Regions from separate parts of the Mus musculus genome. Here regions 2, 3 and 4 are each linked to region 1. A link is a contact called in public promoter capture Hi-C data. All regions are on one chromosome and are shown on one strand. Each heading gives the region's core, a stretch centred on a gene start, on an enhancer-like site or on the middle of the called end of the contact. The rest is flanking DNA. Distances are from core to core; before and after follow the strand shown. Region 1 holds the start of Ostc (oligosaccharyltransferase complex subunit (non-catalytic)). Region 2 has its middle 34 kb from the start of Sec24b. Region 3 holds the start of Hadh (hydroxyacyl-Coenzyme A dehydrogenase). Region 4 holds the start of Cyp2u1 (cytochrome P450, family 2, subfamily u, polypeptide 1).

Region 1 (4,644 bases), core at 2,139-4,638:
CAACAATACATACTAGATCTTAGTTTGAAAAGTAGATCTCCAGTTTTAATTGCCTCTAATTACATTTAAGTGGGACTTATCCATACATAAAGAAGGCTTCTGGGCTGGGAGATGGCTTAGTGGGTAAGAGCACTGACTACTCTTCCAAAGGTCCTGAGTTCAAATCCCAGCAACCACATGGTGCCTCACAACCATCTGTAATGAGATCTGATGCCCTCTCCTGGTGTGTCTGAAGACAGCTACAGTGTACTTATTTATAATAATAAATAAATCTTTGGGCTGGAGTGAATGGGGCCAACTGGAGTGAGCAGAGGTCCAACAACCAGATGAAGGCTCACAAATATCTGTACAGCTATAGTGTATGCTAACATACATAAAATAAATAAATAAATAAATAAAAAAGAAGAAGGTCGGGCGGTGGTGGCACATGCCTTTAATACCAGCACTTTGGAGGCACAGGCAGGCAGATTTCTGAGTTCGAGGCCAGCCTGGTCTACAAAGTTGAGTTCCAGGACAGCCAGGGCTAGACAGAGAAACCCTATCTCGAAAAAACAAAAAACAAAACAAAACAAAAAAAAGAAGGCTTCTTTGATTGTATTATTATAATCAAAGAAGATCCAGCTAATCTGATTTTTGGTGAGGTGGTTTCAATAGTTATGAACCCCATAGATTCGTATGTTAAAATGTTTGGCCATAGGAAGTGGTGTTATTAGGAGGTATGCTTACTGGAGGAAGTGTGGCCTTGTCAAAGGAAGTGTGTCACGGTGGAGGTGGGCTTTGAGGTCTTAAATGTTCAAGCTACGCCCAGTGTAAAACAGACACACACAGTTGCCTTCTGCTGCCTGCTGATCAAGTTGTAGAATATTCAGCCCCTCCAGCACCATGTCTGCCTGGGCACTGCCATGTTTCCTGCCATGATGCTAATGGATTGAACCTTTGAAACTATAAGCCAGCCCCAGTTAAATGTTTTCTTTTATAAGAGTTGCCTTGGTCATGGTGTCTCTTTACAGCAATGTTTAGAATGACATCTAGACAACATTATCTCTCAAAGAGGTGCCAAGTTTACCAAAGAAACAGAGTAACAAGGCTCTGATGAACACTGAGGCTGCTCTACATCCTGCAGTATCAAATATGCAGCTAAGATTCCATTCTCTATGGAAAATACAGAGGCACATTGTCTCATTAGTATGTGAATTTGCTTTCAGCTTTAAAAAATACCACAACAGGGGCTGGAGAGAAGGTTCAGAGGTTAAGAGTATTAACTGCTCTTTCAGAGGTCCTAAGTTCAACTCCCAGAAACCACATGGTAGCTCTGAACCATCTATGATGAAATCTAGTGTCCCCTTCTGAGTGGCAGGCATGCATGCATATGTACATGTATACATGATAAGAAAAAACTAGCATAAATTGTGTATCTAGCAAATTGTTGTTGTAAAGTAAGCTTACTAGTTACTTTTACTAGTAAAAGTTTGACCTTATACCTATTACATATGCCTATTTACCCAAGGTTGTGCAAAAATCTGTCAGGAAAAATGGGGACACATAGGAGGAAAAATGCCAGAAGTGCTGGTCTAAGTGAACAAAACACCTCACTAGTCTCCTGGTCCACGTTGGTCCACACTTTTTTTTTTTTTCTTTTCTAGTATGACCCTTCTAACCATTCAAACTCAGACTAACAGATCATTTCTCCAGGAAACATACTGGAATTAAATCAATGCTTCTAAACTCTACTGTGTAGCAGAAAGCAATTGTGCGGTAGTTAGCATGTCTCCACTACCTTCTATGGAGGGCAGAGTCATTATATTTTCTTTGCTGTTATCCCAGCACTGAGTTAACAGAAAGTCAGTGTCGCCTGTCCTTCCCAGCAACATTGCTTAGGTACAGGTACACTCAGTTTTTAGAAAGCTGTCCATTAGAATTTTCAGCTCTCCCAGCACCACGTCTGCCTGCACACGACTGCCATGCTTCTCGCCATGCTGAGAAGAAGCCATTCCAGAAGCCAAACGGTAAATGTACAAAATGCGCCCTTCCATTTTGACCCAGTGGTTGGGGCAGCGAAATTCCCCCCAAACCCCATTCTAAAACCACCAAAACTGTGGCCCAATAGAAAGCTGAGGCTTCTCACAAAAACTGTCTCCAAAGGAAGCAAAAGTCAAGAAACAAGCTGGCAAGAATGAACACTAAGTTCTTAAAGCCCAAGGCATTAGGTGTCATATTCACGATTCACTGTGCTGAGCAAAAGTGAATGTTAACGCCACACACACCAGGTAATGTCTTTTTTTTTTTTTTTCTTAAACAACAACAACAATGTTTAAAGTGGCCTTTAGCATTTCCGTTAATGTGCACTCCGTAGAATGCCAACTCTACAGTTAAATACTGTCTTCTACCTCTTCAAATATGCCAAGTAGCCTCAGAAAGCAGTTAAGCAATAGCAATATGTCTACACACACCCTAAAAAAAGTTGAACCACTTTTGCTAACCAAAAATCTTTTTAATTTTCTGAATTAAGTAGTACACTACTTCCTAAATTCCTGAAGCCCAGTCCTGGATACATCCTGGAACTGTCGCTCCAAAGGGTGCTCTAGAGCCTGCAGACGGACTGCCAACTCACCAATAGGCAAAGCCACACCCCTCTGCATTTTCCACTTAAGGGATTTGGTGACAGATATCTAAAAAGCACTGCTTCCCTTCTATTTTCTGAGTCCCATTTTCTGCCCTCTGAGATACACCATCTTTTTGCAAGCCTCAATTCCAATCTCACGTATTTCTCAAAAAAACCGTGGCTTCGGTAAGTTCCCTTCTCATTCCTGTGATTTGACATAAAGCAATCCAAGCCCCTGGGGTCTGAACTAACAAACTCAAAGGTTATCAGATCTCTTCCACGATTTCAGGGTCCTCACGATTAGTTTAATAAAAGTCCCACACTCTCTCGACCAACCAAGGAAACACAGTGATTCAAAAATGATGTTCCCAAGACCCTGGTCAAACAATGCACAGCAAGAAATAACAACTAGCTGGACTTGACAATTATATCCAACTCAGCGCTCGAAGGAAAAAGCGGGCAGAGAGGAGACCATCTCTTTCCAGTGAAAGGCGTGAGCCTACGGGGCCCGGCTCGGGGGCCACGCGCCTCCGGAGCGAGCAGCCTGCGCGCCCACCCGACCCATCACGGCCGAGTTACCTCCGGTAATGAGGAAGTAAGATACCACTACCAGGGCGTACACCGTCATAGCCGACGGCATGTGCACCCAGGGCGGTTTCTTCAGCTTCAGGTTGGGGCATTCGAGCACTAAGAATGGGACTCGGTACAGAGTCTCCATGTCCCCGGCGGTAGGGCCAGCCCTCTGGCCTCCAGCCTCCCGCACCGCCCGGAAACACGCCCGCCTACTGCGCATGCGTAAGCCGAGGACCACAGGTCTGTAGAAGTCAGAAGGAGACAAGATATTCACTGTAGAAAGAAAGAAATTGCACTAACCTGATAAATAATATACATATTTAAAAATAAATAATAATGGTCGTTTTTAGGCTTGAGTGTGGGTTAGAAGCTTTTTTCTTACTGAGAGATCATTGTTTATTATATACCTTCCAGGACCTGCAAGGCGTCCTACGTGGCCAAGCCACAGAAGCGGAGAGATTAGCATCCCCACTGCCCCGCCCACTTGCTGACGCCACCTACTTGAGAGCTGATTGGCTGCTGGAAACTCTTAAGTTCATAGAGCTGGAGGATGAATGAAAGTTTAGATGTGTGCTCCCTTTTAGTATTGGAGGTCTCCCCTCGGGGCTTTAAAAAGCTCTAATTCGCTGAGCTTTTTCTTCATGCTGTATAGCGACGCTAATTGGCAGTAATTGCCAAAGTAGTATGGGCTTTATAAAAAATAATAATAATAAATGAATAAAACCCACACAGTCCATGTCAACCACAAACTGTGACAGAACAAATATTACTTTAAACCATTTTCAGTCACGCCTGAGTTAGTAAAAATCACCCAGGCCAAAAATCTTGAAGTCATTCTGGTTTCTCACCTTAATTACCTGCTTAGTAGGGCGCCGGCTTCAGCACCATAAATACTAAAATTGGAACGGAAAATCCTGCCACCTGGCTACTTCAGGTGTCTTCCTGCCAAGGTATCAAATGTAAATAAGAAAGGACTTTACTAGCTAGAGACAGTAATCCTGATCAATCAAGGAAATAACGGGCTATTATAAAACAGCAAGGAGGGGGGAAATGTTTTTGGAATACAGAAGCTCCGCTGCAGTGCCTCTTATCGTTCCCGTATCCTATGATAAAAAGCTTAAGCAACATAACAAGCCAATGGGGGTAGAAATGTTAGTGGCTTGGACCATTCAGATTTTAAAATTTGAGCCACAGCAGGAGTTAAGGAACTAAAATCATCTACTGTTAGTTTTACTATAAGCAACAGAAATATGAAGTGTGAACTGGCGATGAATATATTTTTTTTCAAAAACATACAATATGGATATCATGTCAAGCTGTGTCATACCATGCTTGTATTTCATTAACTCACAAAGCTGGAGTACCGCCGGGCAGTGGTGGCACACACCTTTAATCCCAGCACTTGGGAGGCAGAGGCAGACAGATTTCTGAGTTTGAGGACAGCCTGGTCTACAGAGTGAGTTCCAGGA
Region 2 (4,859 bases), core at 1,236-3,735, 610 kb before region 1:
AATGACAGAGGCTACTGTGAGTCCGTGCATGCCCCGTGTCTATTACGTTCAGGAGACACAGTTACACGGCAATCCTCCCTGACCTCTGGCTCTTACAGATTTTCCATTGTTCTTCCTTCTGCATTGTTCTGAGAAGCTTGCAGGAAGAGAGTGTGGTATAGCTGTGGCATTAGGGCTAAGATGAGCCATTTATGTTTTTGCTACTTGAGCATTTGTGAGTCTCTGTATTAACTGCTCTCCATTGCAAACAGAAGCCTCTCGGCTGAGAGCTGCATTGATCTGTGGGTATGAAGACAGGGGTTGTTTGACAATATGTCTATTCAGTGAGGTAATAGAAATAGGCTCTTCCTTAGGACCTGTGGCCTCCATAACCCTGGTTCTTGGTCAGGTCTGTAGTACCAGGTATGGCTTCCCTTCAATGGAGCAGGCCTTAAATCCAATAAAAAGTGGTTGGTTATCTCCATTAGCATTCTGCTATTTCTCCACTGGGCATAGACTGCTTCCAGGTCTGTTGCTATTGTAGCTCACAGGGTTCATAGTGTAACACTGTTGATTATGTTTCTCCCTCAGCAGCCTGCAGAACCTCTTTTGGCACTATGAAAGTTAGCCCCAGAAAGGTCACAGGCTGCATGTCCTGCAATTAAGTGTGTCATATCAGCAATAGGGTCGTACCACCAAGTTCTGGTGGACAACAAAGAGCAATGCCAAAGCTTGTATTTTTTGGGGGGGGGTGGTGGTGGTGACAGTCTCTGGGACCTTACTTGACTGACAGCTTGAAGAAAAGTATCCCACCCCAGGCTTTTTGCCCTAAATGGCTTTTGTGAGGTCTTAGTTAGGGTTTTACTGCTGTGAACAGACACCATGACCAAGGCAACTCTTAAAAGAACAAACGTTTAATTGGGGCTGGCTTACAGGTTCAGAGGTTCAGTTCATTATCATCAAGGCAGGAACATGGCAGCATCCAGGTAGGCATAGTGTAGGAGGAGCTAAGAGTTCTACATCTTCATCTGAAGGCTGCTAGCAGAATACTGGCTTCCAGGCAGCTAGGATGAGGGTATTAAAGCCCATGCCCATAGTGACACACCTACTCCAACAGGGCCTCACCTATTCCAACAGGGACACACCTCCTAATAGTGTCACTCCCTGGGCCAAGCATGTACAAACCACCACAGGTAGGGTATTATCCTTGCCATGCAGAGTAACTCGATGTCAGCTGTTTTTGTTTTTGCTTTGTTTTTGTTTTTTAATGCAACTTTTGGAAAGCTTATAAAATAGTAAACTTCCATACCTATTTAGTGTTTGCACTCTGGGTGCAGATGTGATATGACCATCGAGTCTTGCTCCTGAGCCTGTGTCATCTCACTAGGATAGGCTGTATCTCTCTGAAACTGTCAATGGGAATAAGCCCTATCTCCAAGAAGTTGCCTTTTCGGATGGGCCATGGTATTTTATCACATCAACTGGAAAATAAATGAAGACAGCTTCTCTTTTTTTTTTTGAGATTTATTAATGTTATGCATTACAAGTACACCATAGCTGTCTTCAGACACACCAGAAGAGGGCATCGGATCCCATTACAGATGGTTGTGAGCCACCATGTGGTGGCTGAGAATTGAACTCAGAACCTTGGGAAGAGTAGTCAGTGCCCTTAACTGCTGAACCATCTCTCCAGCCCTGAAGACAGCTTCTTATGTTTATTTCCCACACCATCTTAAGTCTTGATGTCTGTAGTGGATTTGCATCTAGAAATAACATGCATGAGTCCTTGAAGTGTGGAGCCATTTCTACACAGTGGCGTCTTTTCACACTGTCAGTTTTTCTACTCCAGTCAAGCAGAGGAGACAGTCCTATGTTGAGTCAGCAATTTTAAATTAGTTTGGGAGGAACAATTACAAGACTATTTAGACAACAACAAGCTGGCCCTACACAGCACCTATTTGTCTCTCCCCTAAGATATAAAGTCCTTGTTCCCAGGCTGGTTTTAATCAAACATCTGGCAAACCCAGTGTCACTGCAGCAAACGGGAGATGAGAACATTGCGATTAGCATAGCTTTTTAATTTCCTCTTTGCCTACCACATTTGCATATAACCCCCTGGGAGGCCATCTTATTTTCTCCATGGTGCTTTATCTCAACAATTGTTATCAGTCCCGCTAGGAACCTTTCATAGGTGCTCGGGAACAGGAGGAGGAATAATAATGGCTTTCTCTGAGAATTTTCATCTCTGGTGATTCAAGTCTTCACTCTGTTTCTGTTATAAACTCTTATCACAGGAAACAATAGGAACTAAATTTGAAGCACAGGCTGCCCCCGTGTCTCAACACTCTTAAAAAAAAACGCTCGACTCTTTTCATTAATCAATAATTGTGATACCAAGCATTTTTTTTTTGCTATTGTTAATTAAAACAATATATTTACGTGTGTCTGTGCACACCCATGCCAAAGTGTGCCTGGGGAGGTCAGAGGACAACTTGTAGGTATAGGTTCTCTTGTTCTATTGTGTGGGTTCTGGAGACTAGACTCAAGGGGTTAGGCCTGGGGACAGGCACCTTTACCCACCGAGCCATCTCGACAGCCCCTCATTCTTTCTGTTCTGTGAACTCTATACATTCATTCATTTACTTAGGAGACAAACGTTAAGCGTCAGGTCAGTCAACAAGGTCCACCCACATTTCATTTCTTTACGCGATTTAGCTGGGTGTGGTGGCCCATACTTGTAGTCACAGGACTCCAGAAGGTAAGGCAGAGGGATCCAGCGTTTGAAGCCAACTTGAACTAAGTGAGTTCTGTGCTAACCTGAGCTTCACAGAGACTTTTTATCAGCCAAACCAAACCAAACCAAACCAAACCAAACCAAACCAAACCAAACCAAACCAACAAAACCCTAAGTCAAATTAAATCGAAGCCTAACCAGGCCAGGTGTCAAATTTCCACTAGGTGTCACTGCTGTACCCCGAATTAGCCAAATACAGGCACAGACTGAGAGAAATCTATCTGCAAATTCACTTCCATGACTTTTTCCTCTTTTTTATTGGATATATTTTTTTAATTTACATTTCAAATGTTATCCCCTTTCACGGTTTCCCCTTGGGGACCCCCATTCTACCCCCTCTCTGCTTCTATGAGAATGTTCCCACCCACTCATCCACTCTCACATCCCTGTCCTGGCATTCCCCTACACTGGGGCACCCAGCCTTCACAGAGCCAAGTGCCTCTCTTTCCACTGATGCCCAGCAAGGCCATCCTCTACTACATATGTGGCTGGAGCCATGAGTTCCTCCATGTGTACTCTTCGGATGGTGGTTTAGTCCCTGGGAAATCTTGGGGGTCTGGTTGGTTGATATTGTTGTCCTTCCTATGGGGTTGCAAACTGTTAGTTTGTTAGTGGGATGACAAGGAAGAAAAGGCTAGTCACTTCTATATAATTTTGTATAAGCTGTCACTTGCAACTTTTGTTCATATGGCAAAATATCTTAATTGAGAAGCTAACTCAATAGTAATGTTTATTTTTTTTTAGAAAAACAACTGCAGTGATTTGAGTATGCCTAGCCCATAGAGTGGCAGTATTTTTAGGTGTGGCCTTGTTGGAGTAGGTGTGGCCCTGTTGGAGTAGGTGTGTCACTATGGGCATGGGTTTTAAGACCCTCATCCTAGCTGCCTGGAAATCAGTCTTCCACTAGCAACCTTCAGATGAAGCTGTAGAACTCTCAGCTCCTCCTGCACCATGCCTGCCTGGATGCTGCCATGTTTCCCACTTGATGATAATGGATTGAACCTCTGAACCTGTAAGCCAGCCCCAATTAAATGTTGTTCTTATACGAGTTGCCTTAGTCACGGTGTCTGTTCATAGCAGTAAAACCCTAACTAAGACAACAAGCAAAAGGAATATACAAAGATAAAAACTTAGAGGATGCAAAAAGTTAAGCAAATGATATAAACAGACTTTAGGAAATGCTAGATTTTGATAATTTTTTAAAATGAAGATAACTATTATTGATGGACATGATGGTTCAATCCCGCATTCCCAGCAATCTAGAGGCTGTGATATGAGAACCATCATGAGTTCAAGGTCAGCCCGGGCTATCTAGCAAGTTCCAGATTAACTTGGGCTATAGAATGAGACCTTGCCTCCCAAATTTTCTCTTAAAAAAAAAAGCAATTACTTTAACAATTAGGCAACATTCTGTCTTGAAAGAAAATGGAAGCTTTTGATCACGACTCAAAGATCTAAGCCTCACTGCCACGACTGCAGGGCTGGAGTAGCTCCCAAGCAGCCTGTGCTCTGGGGGGCTGTTCACAAGAGCTATATGATGCTGACGATGAAAAAAGAACACGCAAGACATAGGCTGGAGAAGGCGCAGCGACAGCGAGACCGCGATGGTTATGTCCATCTTCACGGTGTGTGTGTGTGTGTGTGTGTGATCAGTCAGGTGAAGGGAAGCAACAGGGAATGTTCCTCCCTAAACACTGCCATCCGTTTTAGGCAGCCATGGGAGTCACACTATGGGCAGCACCCCTTGTCCCTGTGAGCATGAAGCCACAAGTAGGGCCTTATGGGACGGAGTTGCAGGGTCCGAGGCAATGACTCATCGTGAGGAAAGACACACCTTCCAGAAGCAAGGACGAAGAAAGAAGGGTATTATATGTCCAGTCTACTATTTATACCCTTCTGGTTTGCAGTTAAATTGTGACTTCAGTCATTTGGTTATGGTAACAGAAGCTCTGTTGGAGTTAAAGACTCCTTTATTAAAAAAAAAAAAAACAACCCACAAGGTAAACAAACCTATGCGTTCTCATATTTACCTGTAATTCTGCATCTTGCTAATCCAAATAGTCCATTAGGGCTGGATGAACCATAA
Region 3 (4,964 bases), core at 2,250-4,749, 560 kb after region 1:
TGGGACTAGCCAGCACATCCTTTGCGTTTTGAAAAGGACACACATGTTCAAACACACATACACACAGGCACACAAACCACACACGTTTGGTGGCTTTGGTCAGATGAACTTACTCCTGATCTTCACAAGTTCAAATATTCTCCACACCCCCAAAAGTGTGAGATGTAGACCACATTGTGCCAGAAAGTCTCTCAAACCTTATTCCTGGTTGGCCCAGTGGCTGCACACAAGTCATGTAATGAAGTGTATGAGCGCTCTGGACAATTCTTACAAAGACAGTGGGCTAAGCCGTGCTTAGAACTCTTCTATCAACCTGAGAAGCACACAGCTTGCAGCTTCCTCTTTCTCTCTCTACAAAGCAAAAAGCGATCTGTCTCCACTCAAAGTTCATTTAATGATACAAGCCATTTTGCCTCAAGAGAAATCAGCAGTGAGAGCCACAGGCAAACACATAAAACAAGTCATTGCTCTTAAACATTAACCTGCAGGCTAAGAGGTTTGGTTTGGGTTTTTGTTTTTTTTTTAATTTAAAACAAACAAAAAAGGGCAGGCAATGTAGACACTCTTAGAAGGTACACAATCACTAATGGCCTATACTCTGGCTAAATGTAACTAACCCTGGACCTCATTTGTCTAAAATTACTTAACTATTTGATAAAATGCATTGGGTGCGTACAAAATGTATTTACACCCCTTTCCATCCCACTCAGCACAAAATGGAACACGCCGATTAGTTAAAACTACAAACAGACTCTCCACTGACTTAGACCATTTCATAGAGTTCAGAAGAAATGGCAGCTGAATGTGTGATGCAGGGTAACCCTGATGCTACTTCGAGTTTGTACTTTTATGGCTTCACTTGGGTGGAATAATTAAATAAAAGGTGCTGTCCTTCTCAGCAGCTCGTGAGCAAACTGCACTGTCTGTCAGCTGGGATCTGTGTCAGGGTTAAGCAAGATATTTCCTACCTAAACCCAAGGCTCCTGCCTCAACATGGAGATCAGGAACAAAAGGGGCCTGAGGCTAAAAGGACAAGAGGACAGATGGCAGCAATGGTGCCAATGATCACAATGACACTTCTGGCTTCTTGGAGCTATATGCTATGTGTGTGTCAGTTAATTCCTTTATTGCTTTTCCATATTCCTACAGACCCTCTGCTCTAGAGAAACTGCAGAGACCAAGCAACTGCTTTACTGTTTCACCAACATGCAGATCGCCCAACTGCCTGCGCTCAGCACATGAATTCATCACTCATCCCTGGTACCAGAGGCAAAAAAAAGATTTACTACCCTGAACCAAAAACTGTCCATTATGGATTTTTTTTTCAAAAAGGAGACGGCATGATGGGTGGAGAGATAACTCAGCAGTTAAGAGCATTGGCTCCTCTTCCAGAAGATCTGGGTTCAAGTCCCAGTTCTCACATGGCAGCTCACAACTGTCTGCAACTATAACTGAGTTCCAATTTTAAGAAAGGAAGGAAGAAAGAAAGAAAGAAAGAAAGAAAGAAAGAAAGAAAGAAAGAAAGAAAAGAAAGAAAGAAAGGAAGGAAGAAAGGAAGGAAGAGGGAGGAAGGAAAGAAGAAAGGAAGGAAAGAAAGGAAAGAAAGAAGGAAGGAAGGAAGGAAGGAAGGAAGGAAGGAAGGAGACAGCACTAACTAGAACTGTTTGCTGCAAGGCCAAGTATAAGAAATGGACCATCTAAACCACTGGAACATAGTAGAGCTATTAATCAGGAAAGCAGTTTCCCCTGCAGGATCAGAATGGTCACCTAAAGTGACCCAGAGGAATGGCTGTTCCTTATGAATGCCCACTATTTAGATGGTGGGTGTTTGTTACACTTTTATTCAAAAAGTTCTGCTAGGAGTTGCATAGCTTTTCCTCTCCCCGCTTACATTTCCATAGGAACTCCCTGATCCAGCTGCTCGAGTATTTAATCCACAAATCCCTGATGCCCATCCTTGTCAATCACTTTAATCCACTCGTCTCAGGTCAAAGTTCGAGCACCTTACCCAGTTAATTCTAAGTGCTTCCCGTGCTTCAACACACTTTCTTTGGATAGACACAGCATCCACAAGACACAGCATCCTGCATTTGTGCAAAAGCTGCTAGATGCTTTCTAATTAGTTTCGAATCCAAAGCAGTTTGGGGGGAGGGGAGGAGAACCCTATTATCTTGTTAATAAGATGTTGCTTAAACATTGTTTAAGGGATACATTGTTTTTCTTGGACCTGGACAACCAATCTCATTCCTCACAGCCTTGAGTTTTTGTGGTGCAGAGGGATACAGCAGACTAGCTATATTTTCTCCAGCATAGCCATGTATGGTTTTTGTTGTTTAATTTAATGGACTTTGGAAGGAAGTGCAGTCAAGGCTAATAAATAGCAAGCATGCAAGTGTGCATTTGGTTGGGAAAAGACACTGACCTGCGAATACCCTCCCTAATTAAAATTAGGTAAGCCCTTCACTGCCACAACACTCAAACTGCAAAGGCCTCAAAAGATACGAATATAATAGCAAGTTCATGGAAAAAGATCAGAGCTCTCTACTGTGTGTAGGAAGTTAACTCTTAAGAGAAAATGGTACTACAGACATCGCAGTAGCCAAACTGCACAGTTGATTTTGAACTGTGCCTCAGCTGGCACCAGGCAAAGTCCCACAGAAGCCGATCAGAGATTAGAGACGTCTCAGAGCATAAACTATGCTTATCTCTGTCGCCCACTCTCTTGAGGTTCAGAGCTGGACAAGCACGCAGATTTCAGCACCGGGCACTGGGTCAAAGGTCAAAGTTTCCTGGCCCAGGCCTGGGCGGAGTCCCAGCAACTCCACAAACTCCCACTAGGTGACTTTCCAAACTGTTACAAAAGTGAAGGCCAACGAAGGAAACTTGTGGGAGAGGCAGGACACTTGGAAAGAAAAGTGCCCAGACCAACACCCAAAGAACTGTAAAGAAAAAAAGAAAGAAAGAACAAAGAAAAAACTTATCAGGAAAACTAAAAGAAACCGCAGCCCAGGTCTTGGCGAGCGGATTCCTGTCAGATCCAGGCAGTGAGCAAACACTCTGCAACTTTGCACGCACAACTGTGCACAGTTCAGCTCCAGTGTGCACGCGTGCACCAGCGCGCTCCACCGAGCCTTCCCCGGCCCGGCAGTTAGTTGAGAAGCATGCACGTAAGGATCGGGCCGAAGGCTGTAGTTCTGGGACACTGAAGCATGCTGCACCTTCTCGGACTTCATCAAACTATTTCCACCACACCCGGGGCGCGAGGCCCGCTCACCTGCGCGATGCCGGCGCCCATCAGCCCGCCGCCGATGACGGTCACATGCTTGATCAGGATCTTCTTGGCGGCCGCCGACGCAGAGGAAGAGGAGGACATGGAGCGCAAGAATTGCCTGGTCACGAACGCCATAGCTCAGTGCAGCAGCCGAGGAGGAGCAGTGGGGACAGCGCGAGAGGTCCCGGAGCGTCGTGGGCGGGGTCGGCGACGTTGGGGGCGGGGCCTCGAACACGCCCCACCCACCCGCCTCCTGCACAAGCTGCAGGTCCACCCCGCCCCCCCCCCCAGAGGGCGGTGCCAGGACTCAGGCCAGCATGGACTCCGGCAAAGCAGGGACCCACCAAGAGACAACCTGTAGTTGCCTTCACAATCTGGTGGGCTGGAGTTGTGATCGTGAGAATTGTGTTTAGAATGAGGACGGTAACCCCGGATAGAGAACACAGGAAGGGAAAGCCTGGCTATTGGCCAACTTTCTGCCTAGTACTGTGCTAGTGATAACAGAATTACTGCTGGTTTTACTTCTAAGCGTTCATCTGGTGCCCCCAAACTCACCGTCCAGAGGAAAGCCATCCGCCTTTCACCCCACTGGAAGAAATGATAGTTAATCCTGTGTGCAATGAAGCTCCCTGCAAAAGTCTCATCTGTGTCTCACATTCTGCAGAATAAAACTAACTTCCTGTCTGAATGTTAGAGCTCGAGTCCAAGTTCTCTCGGGCTGTTTCTAGTTACCCACCTCTGTATCTAACTTAGGTTACATCGAACTTAAGCAATGTGTTGCCTAGCAGACCACTTGCTCCCATCCGTCCCAAACTAAAACAGTTAAAACAACAACAACAATAACAACAACAACAAAAACAAACAAACAAACACCGGCATAAAACCCTAGGAAAAGAATTACTTGTTCCACTGTAACCTGCCTGCCCAGGGTCTTCAGCAATGTTCTGTAAGCCGATGGCTTTATGACCTTCTTGCTCTGTAGCTATAAAAAGTTTATGTAACTCTGTCAGCAGTGAACCTTGTCCTTCAGAATTGTTTCCATGCCTGTTCCCTGCCTCGGGCTCTTGCATGTGGCTGGGAAGAGACTCTCCTGCACTCCCTTTGAAGCAGGGGCTATGTTTTGCATTGACCCTTTGAATCTTATTTTTATATTTAATTCTTCAAAATAAGCAAAGCCTACTGAGTGCTACATTCCAGCCAAGTCACAAAAATAAAATAAAATAAAAGATACTAGGAACGGAGGTAGAAGGCTACCCACAGAAACCCAACAGCTTGAAGAATGAACACGTTTATGAAGGAAGGAAGGAATGTGTACAGCAGTCTGAGGAAAGATGCAAGACAGAGAGGAGAGGCCCCTATGGCTGAGTTGCCACTGAGAGAGGACAGCACATTTCCAGGAGGCTTGATGAGAGGGTTGCAACTCTTAGTTGTCATTTGGAAAGATGAAGTATAATCCAAGTTTGGTGCTGTGATACTATAATTTTCTCTTTCTTTCTTTCTTCCTCCCTTTCTCTCTTTCTCTCTTTCTTTCTTCCTCCCTCCCTCCCTCCCTCCCTCCCTCCCTCCCTCCCTTCCTTCCTTCCTTCCTTCCTTCCTTCCTTCCTTCCTTCCTTCTTTTCTTTCTTCATCCTTTCTTGTTTCTTTCTTCTCACCAGTGTATTATCTGTGCACTGTATGGATGTACGTCCGAGGA
Region 4 (4,891 bases), core at 1,016-3,515, 590 kb after region 1:
GCTCTTGAACTCAGGACCTCTGGAAGAACAGCCAGTGCTCTTAACCACTGAGCCATCTTGCCAGCCCCATCTCTGCATGTTTTATCTGAATGTATGTATGTGTACTATATGTGTGCCTGGTGCCTACAGAGACCAGAAGAGTCTGCTGGATCCCCCAGAACTGGAGTTACAGAAAGTTAGGCAGGGCCTTGTGGATGCTGGGAACTGAACCTAGGCCCTCTGGACGAATAGCAAATGCTCTCAATCACATGAGCCATTTCTCCAGGCCCCAGATTTTTTATTTTCTTCATTTTTAATTAATTCTCTATGACTTACCTATAATTCCAGTGAGATAAAAATACATTTTTTTTCATATAGATAACTGGGGTGGGGTTGAGGGTGTATAACCCATAGGCAGGTGCATGAGGAGGCCAGAGAAGGGCCTCCATGTGTCCCGATCTGTCACTCTCGGCCTTACTCTGTCGACTGCCTCTTACTGAATCAGCTCGCTGCTAGGCTGGTAGCCAGAATGCCAAGGTGATTCTCCTGCCTTGGGGTCTGAACACGACCCAGAACACTGGTAGTCTGTTTACTGTGGCCGATGGCTATAAACTTGAGTTGTCACTTAAATCAGATGAAGAGAGGGCAGAACGCTGGAGGTTTAAGCCAAGAGAGATTTCCTGGTCTTCCTTCACCAGTGGCCAGATTAGTTGTGTATCCTTACTCTAAATTTCATTCAGAGTGAACGTTTACAGATCCCTGTCTTAAATCAGAAGCATCTTACACAGTGGCTGTCATACACCCTTCATCTTGAACCCAACTCTAGCCAAGAGGCCACTAAGGTGCACGCAATTCAGCGCATCCAACTTCTGTTTTCTGCAGAGGCTGGAGTGGCCTTAGGAACAAGAACTAACTACCCTTGATATAGCAGTCAAGCTCTCCGTGCTCCAGCCCAGTGCTCACACCTGCCCTCCCCATTACAGGTGCCTCCAATTCCAGAGCTTTCTGAGGCCTTACATGGGGAGTTTCCAAGGCAAAATTAGAAATGGGGTGAGGGAGGGGATATCAAAGTATGAAGTCAGGGGGCCACTCTCCTGAACCGAAGCATATATATGCCACCCACAATGGATTCAGTCTTGTACTTCAGTGTCTGAAGACAGAACACAGGATTGACAGGTGGCTGGAGAATAGGAGATCGAGACCCTGTGTCTGCCGAGGGAGATATACACGGGCTCTGGGAACAGACTGGCTATCTTGAAATATTCTCTCAAAAAAATTAGTCACTTTCTCTTAAATTTAACCTCAGGCAAGTTCTTTAGTCACCCGCGGGGAGCAGCCACATTCTTTGCCAAAATATTAGAGGCTATGAACACATCCGGTTCACCAGTCTCCTAGCTTGGATTCTGGCCATTCCTAAGGGGGAAAAAAATATCTTCTTATACTTTTGCAACTGAATGATACTCGGTGAAATGAATCCCCCTCCCCCTTTTCCTAACACAGCCAATGTTTAGAAACGTTGAGATCAGACCTATGCGTGAGAAGGCCTCACTTGGGACAAAGGAAGGCTTCCGGGGTGGGTGGTCCTTATTTTACAGTTTGGTGCCCACACCTCCCTCACTTTCCAGTGTGTCTCCCACTTTAATCGCACACTAGAAAGCCACGCCTCCGTCCTCTATCCCCTATGCTGGTCATGACGCAGGTCCTGCCGCCTGGGGATCCTGAGCCCGCGGCGCGCTCACCCTTCTCCTTGGTCATGATGGAGATGAGCGGCATCCGCGGGCGGTCACTGAACACTTCAGCCTGCTGCACTAGCGCCTCGCGCACGCTGTGGAAGTCGCTGAGGACCACCACCAGACGGTGGCCGATGAAGAAGCTGAAGATGTTGCCATAGACACGGGCCATCCTGGCCAGGTACACATGCTGGCCCACCGTGTCCGTCTGGCTGCCCGAGCCCAGCCAGAACTGCGGTCGTAGAAAGCGCGGCACCAGCAAGTGCCCGAAGTTACCCACGAGTGGCCGAGGCTTGGGCCCCGGAGGGATGCCGCAGGCGCGTTGCCGCCGCAGCCAAACCCAGCCTAGCAGCACCGCCAGCAGGCAAAGTAGCAGCGCGCCTCCTGTCGCCCGCACGTGCAGTCTAGCTCCCGGCTGCTCCCCTGCCGCGGGACGCTGGTCCCCGAGCGAGGACATGTCCCAGGTACCGCCTGCATCTAGCTCCGCTGCAGACGCGCCGGCACCGCGACAGTAGCCGGCTACATGACTCAAGGTCAACCGCGAGGCAGGGCAAGGCACGCCCTTCCGATTGGCTGCGCCGCGTGCCCCTCTCGGGATCCTCCAGTCAGCTGCTCCTGCATAAGGTGGGGGCGGGACGTCCTACGGGACGGCTGGTGGTGACGAGTGGTCTCTCGCAGCACAGCTGAGCTGTCCTGAGTGGGGTTTTGTTTGTTTGTTTGTTTGTTTGTTTGTTTGTTTTGCCAGTTTAGTGCACTAGCAGCAGCAGGCTCCTCCAGGGGGTGTGAGCTTTCTGTGGGTTTCTGCATATGGCCTGACTATATCAAAACACTCAGAGAACCCGGGCTGGGTGACTGCTTTATTAATTAGCCTTAGACAAGACCTGAAATGCTGAGCTAGTATCCAACAATGTGATGTGTGGATATTCCAACATCTGGGGATGGCTCCAGAGTGCTTTACCTTCCTGTCATTTACAGGCCAGATGTTGTGGTTTCTCTCGGTTAGACTCTCCCTAGAATTGTCGATGCCCCCCCCCCTTTTTTTTCTATTTTAATTTTTCTATTCTTATTTCTATTTTCTACTTTTATTTGAATCTTGATAGCCTAGAACTCCTTATGTAGACCAGTTTGGCTACCAATTCAGAGATCCACCTACATCTGCCTCCAGAATTCACATATTAAAGACATATACTACCATGCTGGGGGAGGGGGTCAAATTCTAGCCCATGCTTGTGGTAGGGAAGTGCTTCACCTGTGATCCACGTTTGGTTCCTGTGTTAGATCACTCCCTCCCAACAAACACACGCACACACCACACAGAATTTGAACACTATGGTGCGTTATAAATATGACCAAAGCTTGAAGGGTGGTGACTTCTTTTCCTATTATGTGGGTTTTTAAAAAATATCTACTGTTCTCTACTGCTTTTGCCGTAGTTAGTAAAGTACACAAATACATTCTTCCTTCTCCCCTCCACAAACTACAAAAGCCCCTGTCACATTTCCAGTAATTAACCCTTATCAGATTCCTTTTCTTGTGTGACTTTAAACAAGATTTCCGAGTATAAGACATTAAGATGTTCATTATTATCTTGTTACTGTCTTGCAACTGGCCGCTCCTGTAACTCACAGTCCAGCCTTAATTGGAAGCCCCCTGTTTACGCTTCCACTGTTGGGTGCGATCACAGGAGTACTGTACTCTCCCCAGAGCACACATACACTTTCCAGCTGCTTGTTGGCAGATGCAGTCTCCAATACGGCATTTCCTTCTCTTTATGCCATTCTCTAACCCACTACTATCGGGTGAGCTCAATTCACAAATTATCTTAAGCTGTTTAGTCCCCCTTTTTCATGGCACAGCAGGAATCTATCCGACCCATTTGTCTTATCTTCTGCCTCTTCCCTGCCACCAAACACCCAGACTGCTGCCGCGTGCCCCCTCTTTGAAATATTCTCTGCAAAAAAATTAGTCACTTTCTCTTAAATTTAACCTCAGGCAAGTTCTTTAGTCACCCTCGGGGAGCAGTCACATTCTTTGCCAAAATATTAGAGGCTATGAACACATCCGGTTCACCAGTCTCCTAGCTTGGATTCTGGCCATTCCTAAGGGGGAAAAAAATATCTTCTTATACTTTTGCAACTGAATGATACTCGGTGAAATGAATCCCCCTCCCCTTTTTCCTAACACAGTTGGAATTAAGAGAGCCCTTCCAATCCTTGTACAACTTTGTCCAAATAAAACTGGACTCTCTAACCATTGAAATTCTGCCTTCAGCTGAGATTTAGATCTTTCAAAGGGGCTCCTCCTTTCACCTCTCCTAGAACCATCACAGGGCATACATGCAGCTAATTCTCGGGATGATTGAACATTGACCTAATTTAAAAACTGACAACTGCCCTCTCTTGTGTGAGATGTAACTGTGCTTATGATGTTTCCTAACTATTCTCTTACTTTCATTAATAGCTCTGTATGACAGATAGAAAGTTGACTTATACCTGTATGTCCCAGTTCATAAAGAACCAATCCCCAATACCTGAGAATATGACCCACATTTCTAGGAAGGATAGTATCCAATGTAATGAAGCTAAAATGAGGCTGTGTGAGTAGTCTAAGGTCAAGTTGAGTAGGTCCTAATCCAGTATGACTGGAGACTATGAAGAGACTAGGGCATGGAAGGCCATTTGAGGACTTAGCAAGAAGTCAGCCCCAGCCTCAGAAGCCAGAAAGACTTTGATCTTGACTTCAGGCCTCCAGAACTATGGGAGGTAAATTCCTGTTATTGAGCCACCTTATCTATAGCCCTTGGTAGCAATCCTATAAATTCATTTAAAAAGCCACGATGGTCTTCCCAACACTGGGAAAACCTTAACTATGACTCATGCAGCTTCTTAGGGATGGACCGCCCCCCCCCCCAATTAAATAAAGGACATTCTTACCAGGTAAAGGGACATTTTTCTGCTTGTTCTGTGACAAAACTTTTCCTAGGGAGACATAGCACACACATCTTCTCATTCCAGACAGGGAACCCATGACAGACTAATGTACTGATAACACCAAATTCCAATTTAGTGAATCTATGAGTTTTATTGGAATGACAGACACCAATATGGGTGAGGGGTTACTTATAGGAGTAGAAGTGACTAAGAGACCATTGCATCACCAAAGCCCACCATAGCATGAGTGAC

What was found. Promoter capture Hi-C pulls out the DNA fragments that hold promoters and counts their contacts.
Region 2: a promoter capture Hi-C map of pre-B cells shows a contact between it and region 1, with 5 times the contacts expected there. The contact joins the enhancer-like site here to the promoter of Ostc in region 1. A contact is called at or near these places in 19 of 39 promoter capture datasets (the 3T3-L1 cell line, 3T3-L1-derived adipocytes, the C10 cell line and 11 more), 5 of 15 datasets of contacts at CTCF or cohesin (the NIH/3T3 cell line, hippocampal excitatory neurons, large pre-B cells and 1 more), 172 of 484 Hi-C or Micro-C datasets (the 3T3-L1 cell line, the AML12 cell line, the AtT-20 cell line and 99 more), 49 of 115 datasets of contacts at active chromatin or transcription factors (the NIH/3T3 cell line, the SCID.adh cell line, SST interneurons and 36 more) and 4 of 9 other capture datasets (adipose tissue, embryonic stem cells, liver and 1 more).
Region 3: a promoter capture Hi-C map of neural stem cells shows a contact between it and region 1. The contact joins the promoter of Hadh here to the promoter of Ostc in region 1. A contact is called at or near these places in 7 of 39 promoter capture datasets (3T3-L1-derived adipocytes, embryonic stem cells, liver and 3 more), 8 of 484 Hi-C or Micro-C datasets (B cells, CD4 T cells, bone marrow-derived macrophages and 4 more), 33 of 115 datasets of contacts at active chromatin or transcription factors (the 230-238 cell line, CD4 T cells, the NIH/3T3 cell line and 25 more) and 2 of 9 other capture datasets (adipose tissue and liver).
Region 4: a promoter capture Hi-C map of pre-B cells shows a contact between it and region 1, with 10 times the contacts expected there. The contact joins the promoter of Cyp2u1 here to the promoter of Ostc in region 1. A contact is called at or near these places in 6 of 39 promoter capture datasets (the C10 cell line, cranial neural crest, hippocampal neurons and 3 more), 2 of 484 Hi-C or Micro-C datasets (B cells and CD4 T cells), 14 of 115 datasets of contacts at active chromatin or transcription factors (Th17 cells, craniofacial prominence, double positive thymocytes and 11 more) and 2 of 9 other capture datasets (adipose tissue and liver).

Annotation. Positions count from the first base shown.
Region 1 is chr3:130,706,056-130,710,699 of GRCm38.p6, forward strand. It overlaps Ostc (oligosaccharyltransferase complex subunit (non-catalytic)), which reads right to left and starts at 3,389. Exons shown (of 4, transcript NM_025509.3): 1 at 3,182-3,389. The coding sequence starts at 3,320.
Region 2 is chr3:130,092,411-130,097,269 of GRCm38.p6, forward strand. No RefSeq gene overlaps it. Among named protein-coding and RNA genes, the nearest start is that of Sec24b, 34 kb to the left of the region's middle. Within about 2 kb of position 2,486, at least 1 of the 459 cell types and tissues checked has an H3K27ac peak or open chromatin away from gene starts, as enhancers often do. A contact at or near this core is called in pre-B cells, where this site is marked.
Region 3 is chr3:131,268,602-131,273,565 of GRCm38.p6, forward strand. Hadh (hydroxyacyl-Coenzyme A dehydrogenase) reads right to left here and starts at 3,500. Exons shown (of 8, transcript NM_008212.4): 1 at 3,275-3,500. The coding sequence starts at 3,406.
Region 4 is chr3:131,300,962-131,305,852 of GRCm38.p6, forward strand. Cyp2u1 (cytochrome P450, family 2, subfamily u, polypeptide 1) reads right to left here and starts at 2,266. Exons shown (of 5, transcript NM_027816.3): 1 at 1,719-2,266. The coding sequence starts at 2,166.